Regions from separate parts of the Hordeum vulgare genome. Here all the other regions are linked to region 2. A link is a contact called in public Hi-C data. All regions are on one chromosome and are shown on one strand. Each heading gives the region's core, a stretch centred on a gene start, on an enhancer-like site or on the middle of the called end of the contact. The rest is flanking DNA. Distances are from core to core; before and after follow the strand shown.

Evidence for each region. A called contact is a pair of places that touch in the nucleus more often than the background predicts.
Region 1: a Hi-C map of seedling shows a contact between it and region 2, with 4 times the contacts expected there. The contact joins the promoter of LOC123425798 here to the promoter of LOC123425796 in region 2. A contact is called at or near these places in 4 of 6 Hi-C or Micro-C datasets (leaf and seedling) and 1 of 1 datasets of contacts at active chromatin or transcription factors (embryo).
Region 3: a contact with region 2 is called in a Hi-C map of leaf, with 4 times the contacts expected there. The contact joins the promoter of LOC123425793 here to the promoter of LOC123425796 in region 2. A contact is called at or near these places in 2 of 6 Hi-C or Micro-C datasets (leaf and seedling).

The regions. Positions count from the first base shown.
Region 1 is chr2H:192,866,166-192,868,979 of MorexV3_pseudomolecules_assembly, reverse strand. It overlaps LOC123425798 (probable histone H2A.2), which reads left to right and starts at 1,340. Exons shown (of 2, transcript XM_045109537.1): 1 at 1,340-1,629; 2 at 1,882-2,363. The coding sequence starts at 1,441. The coding sequence ends at 2,100. LOC123425797 (formin-like protein 11) reads right to left here. Exons shown (of 7, transcript XM_045109535.1): 7 at 2,692-2,814.
Region 2 is chr2H:192,471,712-192,474,515 of MorexV3_pseudomolecules_assembly, reverse strand. LOC123425796 (chitin-inducible gibberellin-responsive protein 1) reads left to right here and starts at 1,510. Exons shown (of 2, transcript XM_045109533.1): 1 at 1,510-1,684.
Region 3 is chr2H:192,005,922-192,008,694 of MorexV3_pseudomolecules_assembly, reverse strand. It overlaps LOC123425793 (isopentenyl-diphosphate Delta-isomerase I-like), which reads left to right and starts at 1,481. Exons shown (of 6, transcript XM_045109531.1): 1 at 1,481-1,642. The coding sequence starts at 1,578.

The DNA.
Region 1 (2,814 bases), core at 91-2,590, 390 kb before region 2:
TTTCTCCGTATGTAGTCAGTAGTGAAATCCCTAAAAGACTTATATTTAGGAACGAATGGAGTAGATATTGGGAGTAGGTAGGGTGATACTAGTTCAATCGAACACATTAAGAACACACGTGTAAAGAACACAACGTGGCTGCTGTCGTGCGCTTGGAGCTCCGGGTGGTCGCTGCCGTCGGTGAGGTCCGCGCCCGCGCCCACCGTGCTCCTGGTAGCCGCATCGCCCGAATCCGCCGTGCCCTGTCGCGCCAAGCCTACAACCGCGCCCATCTGCACCCGTCGCCGACGCTAGTGAGTCGTCGCGCCCGCGCTCCCGCAGCTCGCCAAGTCCACTGCTGCGAGCTTCGCCAGGCCCTCGTCCTTGCCCGCCTCGCCTTTCTGCTCCGATCGCGCCCTAGCTACAACGACTCGCCCATGCCACGCCTGTGGTCGCAAGCACCCGCCCCTGCTGGTGCAGCGCCCGTGCGCGTTCGTCGGGGCCTGCCCTCGCCCGCCCGCCCGCCTTCGCCGCCCACATGCCCGCGACCTGCGCGCCTGCCTGACCACCACACCCTACCCTGCCCGCTCGCCCTCACTGGCTGCGTGCCCGCGCCCTGCTCCGCCTGCCCCGCCGCGCACCGGTCGCGCTTGCGCGCCCGCCTTGCCGCCGCGCCCTGCCCTCGCCCGCTCGCCCTTGTCGGCTGCGTGCCCGTGCCCTGCTCCGCCCGCCCCGTCGCATCCCACCCGTGCCTGCGCGCCCGCCTGGCCGCCGCGCCTGCTCGTACGCCGCCCACATCGCCTAGCCGCGCTCACCCGCCCCGACTCCCATTGCTGCTGCTCGTCGGCGCGCCGTCCCTGCTCGTCAACCTCGTCATGGTCGTGGGTGGAGCGCTGTGTGAAAAAGAGGAAAGAGAAGGATGGGTGAGTGGGCCCATCGGGTTTCAATGACAGGCGGGTGAGCTCTCACATGCAACGGACACAACTCGAACAAAAAGTGTCCAAAAAGCATACGTGCGTGTTCGTTCTTAAATTTGATCCGTAAATGGATTAAACGAACATGAAACGAACAAAAAATGAATATGCTCTTACGTGTTGAGTTCATGTCGTTTATATCCATTTTACGTCAAAGACATGTACACGGACAAGACGGGATCGCGGTGGAGTTGGAGTTAGCACCGACCCCGAAACGGCGAAAAGCCGAGGCGGTAAACCAAAAACCAACCGCTCCACGGCTCTTCCCATCCGACGGACTGGATCCCGCCGCTCGCCGCATGTCCTCTCCACCACGTCACCGATCCGCGCACTCCCCTCGCATTGGCTCTCCTCCTCTATATAATCCACCCCCCACCCACCGCTCCTGCCTACCAGCCGTATACCCACACCACACCCCCTCCGCACTTGCTCCCGTAGCTTCTCGCTTCCATTCCTCAACCGCGGAAACCCTCGGAGTACTGTAGACATGGCTGGGAGGGGCAAGGCTATCGGCTCCGGCGCCGCCAAGAAGGCTATCTCCAGGAGCTCCAAGGCCGGGCTCCAGTTTCCCGTCGGCAGGATCGCGCGGTTCCTCAAGGCCGGCAAGTACGCCGAGAGGGTTGGCGCCGGCGCTCCCGTCTACCTCGCCGCCGTGCTGGAGTATCTCGCCGCTGAGGTGCGTGGAATTCTATTACCCGATGCCTGATTTTGCTGCTTTGGGTGGTGAATTCGAGCGGTTGGTGTCTCGTCGATCGGTGGTTTGTCCGCCAAATTGGGGAAAATTTCTAGGGTTTCGGATGAGAATACTAGTACTATTTGTATCTGTCGCCTCTCACTTTTCTTTGTGCCTAGGCGGTTCTGCTCGCTAATTTCGCTTGAAGCTTTGTCGAATTTTAGAGTAACCGTTGCGACTCCCTTGTTTGTGCAGGTCCTGGAGTTGGCCGGGAACGCCGCGAGGGACAACAAGAAGACCCGCATCGTGCCGCGACATATCCAGCTTGCCGTCCGCAACGACGAGGAGCTCTCCCGCCTGCTCGGTATGGTCACAATCGCCAGCGGCGGTGTCATGCCCAACATCCACAACCTTCTGCTCCCCAAGAAGGCCGGAGGCAGCGCCAAGGCCGCGGCTGCCGATGACGATAGCTAGATGACGGCTCCTTCTCGGTGGTCGTGGGTGCTCGGCTGTATCTGTGTAGTAGCGTGTTCGGTCAGAAGGTTGTGGATGTTGTATCTGTGTAGTAGCGTCTGCAGTCAAGTGTTGCCTAGGTGTTGCGTTTTACTAGGAGTAGTACGTATTAGTTTCTGAATGAATCTGTGTGCTTGTACCGGTGCTAAACTAGGTGTGGACAATGGTTACATCCTCTGTAATTCGTTGCTACGTTCTATAGAAGTCGCATCTATGAATTGTTACATTCTCTGCACTTGTCAAATTCTACTACCGTGTTCTTGTCAAATTTCCACTGTCAATTCTTGCCTATTTTTTCATCTTAAATGTTCGACCAAGGATAGAAAACGATTGAAATGGTATGGGAGATAAACAATTATCAGTCCACATATAGCAGCCGCTGCACATTGTTTTGGGTGCCCTGACTATCCGGACGGTGAAGAAACGGTAGGTACAGATCGAGAAAAGGAAGCTAAGACAGCACAACAGCAGTACGAATACGAATCTGGTACCAGGTCTCACGCCACATTGCAAAAGGCAGACCAAGTCGCCCGAGGCCAGAGCATACTCACATGACGCGAACGCAGGATGTTTCGGTTAAAAGCATGACAATTTACAGCTTTGCTCTCTGCAAAAAGTTTTGTCAAGTGCAAGCAAAAGAATCCAATGTTTATGAGCCTGTGTGGTGCATCTGTC
Region 2 (2,804 bases), core at 261-2,760:
GTACATAGTTTGCATATTTTTTGTATTTATCATATGAAGTATGAGACAAAAAAAACAAATTTAAATTTTGATCCGTTAATGTACGTAGACGCATTGCAAGTGTCCGCGTAGGCGTCCGGACCCGGAAGCGTTTGGGGTCAGCTTTCTTGTGTGTGGCTGAAGATGCTTTCATGGTCTTAATTTCTTTTTTGGCGAGTGGACCTTGCCTTTATTATAATCACTGCACAGTTAGTTTAGCCTTGGTGTGACACCACTTCACAAAGCCAAAGCGTACCTTTTCTCTTTCTCCATGTCTCTCAGCATTATATTTATAAAAAAGTCGATTCGTGTTTTTGGTGGCAGCTTCGCGCATGCCGCTGCAAAAATAATTTAGAAAGGAGATCATAGAAGGTTTTCAGAGCACTGAGCACCCATCATCGTTCGTTCTCGCGCATCGAATCCGCATCAGGTGAGACGTCAGTGGCCTGCTCATCCAGTAGAATAAGCCCACTAGGTTCCAATAGGACGACGACGGGCCCCAGGGGAGTTCATGGGGTGCGGCCCATTCACAGCTGTTCCTTCCTTCCTTAAAGTTTAAGAACGCGGGTAGTCGCAGCAAGTTTGCATCGTGCCCAGCGTCCTTCTAGAAGCCAGCCTACGTTCTTGCTTTGTTCAGACCTGGAGCTCACATTTGGTGGCAAACTTTCTTACGTACGGATAACTAGCTACCTTACTGGGTGCGTTTGAACTACATGTCACATCTCCGTAGCCATTGCACAGTGCATAAAATCCAGTAAAAAACGTACACGATCCCTATCACAAAAAAAAAATACTGCTTGCACATTTTTAAAATTTACCACTTGCGTTGGAGTTTGCAGTAATGGAAAAATACTGAGAAAAGAAAGTGGAAAGTAGGCAGCAGGCCAATCGCATTTCTTGTACCGGAGGAAAAAAAAGAGGCATCACATTCTCCCATCGAAATGGAAACCACCGAGGCAAAAGCGGGAGCGCATCCCACATCACCCTCCTCCGTCGTCTTCCTCGCGGTGGTCCCCGCGCCAACGCACGGGGCCCACGTCACCATCTTATCTCCCGCAGCCCCGTCTCATCGGACGGACGGGCGGGCCAAGCAAGCATCCATCCGCGAACCGCCGAAGCCCCCGGGCCACACACACGATGGCCAGCCCACCCTCGGATCCCGATCGCACGGCCGCGGACCGTTCAAACCTCCTTGCGCGTGAGGTCAAACGCGAGACCGCGTGTCCGTGCTGCCGGCGTCACGCGTGTCGTGGCACCTCGCCGCGCGCCGCACGTGACTGCGCGTCGGCTCGGTGGAGCGTCCGATCCTCATCCGACGGGGCCCGTGCCTCCGCCCGTAACGGCGTGAAGGGCGCGGAAGCCACGGCGTCAGGACGCGGGAGCGCTGACCGGGGAGACGGCGTCAGGCGCGCACGGTCGCCGTCTGCTCGGAGCCGGGGGCATATAAAGCCGTGGCACTTTGGGATTTATTTATTTCTCTCTCGCTCGCCGTCTTGCTTGTGATAGATATTAATTATCGCGCACACGAAAAGAGGGAGGGGGCGCAAAGAGAGAAGGGACTAGGACACGAGAACCACAAGAGAGAGAGAAGAAAAGCGAGAGAGAAAGGGAGGGAGATTGCTGGAGGTGGATCGAGGCGCCGGGCCGGCCGTGCAGATCGGAGGAGGTGAGAGCTCCCGTCCTCGTACCTCGTCGGCTTCCGTGCCTGCTGTGCGACTGATTTTTGCCGGAAGCCGCTGAATTGCTGTGCTTTTTTTGGGTGTTTTTTGCCTGGCTATTTCGGGTTTGATTCCATAGTTCGGGAGGGCGAAGGTGGGATCCTGGGCGGGTTCCGGGCTCTCGTTCGGCGATGAGATGGGCTGTTGGACGGGGTTTGGTGGTTCGGGTGAGTGGTGTCTAGCTGACGAATCAGTTGGGGATTCGTCTTGGTTTGAGCCAATTCGACCTGCCAAAGGCCTCGGCTGAGAGCATTTCGCTTCTAGCTTCCACGGATGACCTCCATTTCGGGGACGAAGGAGTTGATCCTGCTCCGCTTCCGCTCTGGAGGCTACTGTTGCATTTTGTTCCTAATTTTATACTGGCTGGCTCCTAGGTCTAGGTGGGCATGGCCTACTTATGGTTCGTCTGATGGGCGCTCATCCGTGCGAGATGTACTTTTATGTTACTTGCCTGGACTTGTGCCCGGAATTTATTATTCCAGAGTTAGTTAATTTCGTCGCCAAATTAGTGATTCTCATGTTAGAAATGGAACCATCGCTGCCTCTGGTTTATGGAAACATGGAGGCAGGCATACAGTAGTAGATTGATGCGGTAGCTCCAACTAGTCTAAACTAATTTTCCCGGGGAGGAACCACAGGATCTATCTGCCTCCTTGATTGGGACATATACACCTCGGAAAAAAAAATCTTATGTTTCGCTTGATTGACGAGTCAATTGGACCTGCCTTTCCTGAAGACGATTCATGGAAAAAGAACTCCCTTACCAGGCAAAGTGCCCCAATAGATGAACGAATCGAGGTTGGTCCTTGAGAGTGCGTCACTAACTTAATATCCAATAATCAATACTACGATTTTAGCTACCCTTAGCAGCTTAGCCTACTACACATGTTACACAAATTGGCTTCTTGTGTGAGTGATGAAAGGTGCTGCTGATTCCACACGGTCTGAGTGGTCAAACTTCTTGTTGCTAGTGGGGGGGGGTTCCATCTTGGGAATTCATAGGAAGAGCTACGGACCAATAGTCAAACCAACAAGGCTGGTCAATCGTCTTCAACCAACTAGAGAATC
Region 3 (2,773 bases), core at 232-2,731, 470 kb after region 2:
TGCAAAAAAATCTAGGCCTACATATTCAAAGACCAGGGCTCAAAATAGACATGGGAATGACGGTGGGTTATCATCATAAAATTTTGGAGTTACTGTGATGACTGAGAATTGAGGGCGGAGGCGAGAGACTAGTGGAGGTAATGTGACACTACAAGCATGGATGGTGTGCCATGAAGGCGGCACTAGCCAACAACTCATGTGCGACAAGTGAGGTGGAGGAATGGGACAAGCACGAGAGATGACTCGTGACATAAAGACTAGCGAAAGACCAACACTCAACCATCGGCGGATAATCGATCTCGTGAGTTATCACAAATTGTAGCCCTTGTTGTGTGTGGGTTTTGGTTTCTAACTCACATGTCTGTTAGAGAATAGTGACATGTATGTGTGGTTGTTCGCTACATATTGTTGTGCCAACACAAAGTTAGGGGTAATCTCTTTTTTGTCCAAAGGGAGAAGGTGTAATTTTTGTGCCTACCCAGAGAGATGTTAGATGCCCATTTTTCCGCTGTACAATTCCAAGCAAACAAGAAAACATGGCAACTAAAAAAACATGAGTGTTACTTGGAAGAATATATTCCTTCAAAAAGAGAAGATATTTATACACATTATTTTTGATCTTATACTAAATAATTGTCTGTGCGCTGCAACCAAAATGTAATTATTTAAATAGATTAGTCCATGGTTGCACATTATTACGTTGGTGTGGTAAAACCTTAGCAAATTTTTGTACACAGTCAACATGATTTACATGTCATACTCCTGTTAAGCACTTACTATTTGATAAATATTTATTGACTTATAAAAAAGAGTTTATTTTAATAAGTTAATAAAACGTGAGATGGTTGAGTCTATTTGAAGGAAAATCGATGGAAGGAAAAATCAAAGATGGTAGGAAAAGTCAAACAGGAGAAAGGAATATGGAATGTATATAGAGAGATTGGATGAAGGAAAAGGTGAAGCGAAAAGTTCTTTTTAAATAAAATAAAAATATACAATAATAATTAATAATATAATATATAAGTAAAGATTAATAACCATACAAACTCAACTAAAATAGATGGTCCTACACCTTAAAATAAGGGATGCCATACCCCCGCAACATCCGAAGGCTACAAGCCCATCGCGTGGCAAGCTTTTGCACTGAACTTGCACGCAGTATGATTACCATATAAGATAATGTAATTTTTTATTCTAAAATATGCCATTTTTAAAAGTTGCCTTTGAACTTTATTTGGCATGGCCCCTCGTATGGCATGTCTCTCGACTTAGGAAACGCAGCCCGGGGCCCACAGCTCAGCGACCGAAGCGAGTATGGAAACGCCCCCCTCGCGAGCGCCGGAGCCTCGCACCCGAGTACGCTTCCGGACCGCAGGGAATCCCGGCTGCTCGCGTGGATATATTCGCTGACACACCGGGCCCACAACGCCGCGCCGCCGGCCCCCTCCCCTCTCCGTTATTTATCAGCCCCCGCCTCAGTCCTCACCTGTCGTCGCCCCCACCCCTGCGCAGCGCATACACACTGCGCACGGCCGCAGAGCTCTCGCGTCGCCTCCCGGACACCTCCGCCGCGAGACATGGCCGGCACGGGCGACGACGCCGGGATGGACGAGGTCCAGAGGCGCCTCATGTTTGACGACGAGTGAGCGTCCGCATCCTACTCTTCCTCTCCCCCGCCTCTAGTTGTTTTTTAAGTTGAAGCATCTCGTCAGAGTTGTGCTGAGATGCGCGCATCTGGATTTGTCGGGCGTGTTTCACGTCTGGGTTTTGAGCCTTCGGCCTCGTATGTTTGGCTGCTCCGTTGGATCTCGTCTGGGATCAGAACGGGAGGGTGTGGGATTTGAATTTTGAACATTGGATCATGTGCTCGTCTTGCAGTGATGGCTTGCATCCCCGGTCGACTTGCGTGTCCGGGGAGGCATGAGGTATCGATCTCGTCCTATATATACTGTGTGGGAGACCGCTGCCCCACAAATTCCGGACATGCCATTGCCGTGCGACGAGGGCACTGTAGTGCAGCCTCTGCGTTTGGCTACAAAGTACAGTACTGTACATCATAGCATCGTGGCAGCAAGAAACAGCTAGTACTAACTAGTACTACCAAGCAGGGGTTTGACCCCTCCTAGGACTGCCTGCTCGTTTTAGACGACAAGCAGGCACCTAGTTCTTTGCAAAAATTGTCCATGTTTTGAATGTGCTAAACGTGATCTGAGGTTGTGGTTTACAAGCTACATAGCCTGGAGGCCATAAAAAAGGCTCAGGTTACGAGCAGTACAAATTTGACTGGGAACTTCTGAGTAGGCGAGCGTGGATCAAAGATAGATTTCCTTAGGAATTAGTGAGGTTGTTGAGTATTTCTATTCAAAATCTCAAAAAATCATGACTGCAGTATACAGTGTTACACACCAGTAATCGGAATGAAAATCAATGGTATGCGGGACACATAGAAAGAACATGTGGCACAATTTTTTTTTCTCGAACTTACTCTTTTTTTTGTTTCTCCAAACGCTCAAAAATATGGCACTGAATTTTTATATGTCAACATCGATTCAGCACCACATGTTCAGGATTTTTTGTGGATTTTTCTTTTGTGCACCATATAAATATCCAAACAGTTAACAGGTGTAGGTATACCCGTGCTTATAAAAGCCTCACTATGTTTTTTGTAATAAGGAGCTCACATTCCCCTTTTCACATTGTATTATGTGAAACTGATAATTATATGAAGGGCTGAATTTGCAATTTGCAAGTTTCTTTTTTATTTTTAAGCATT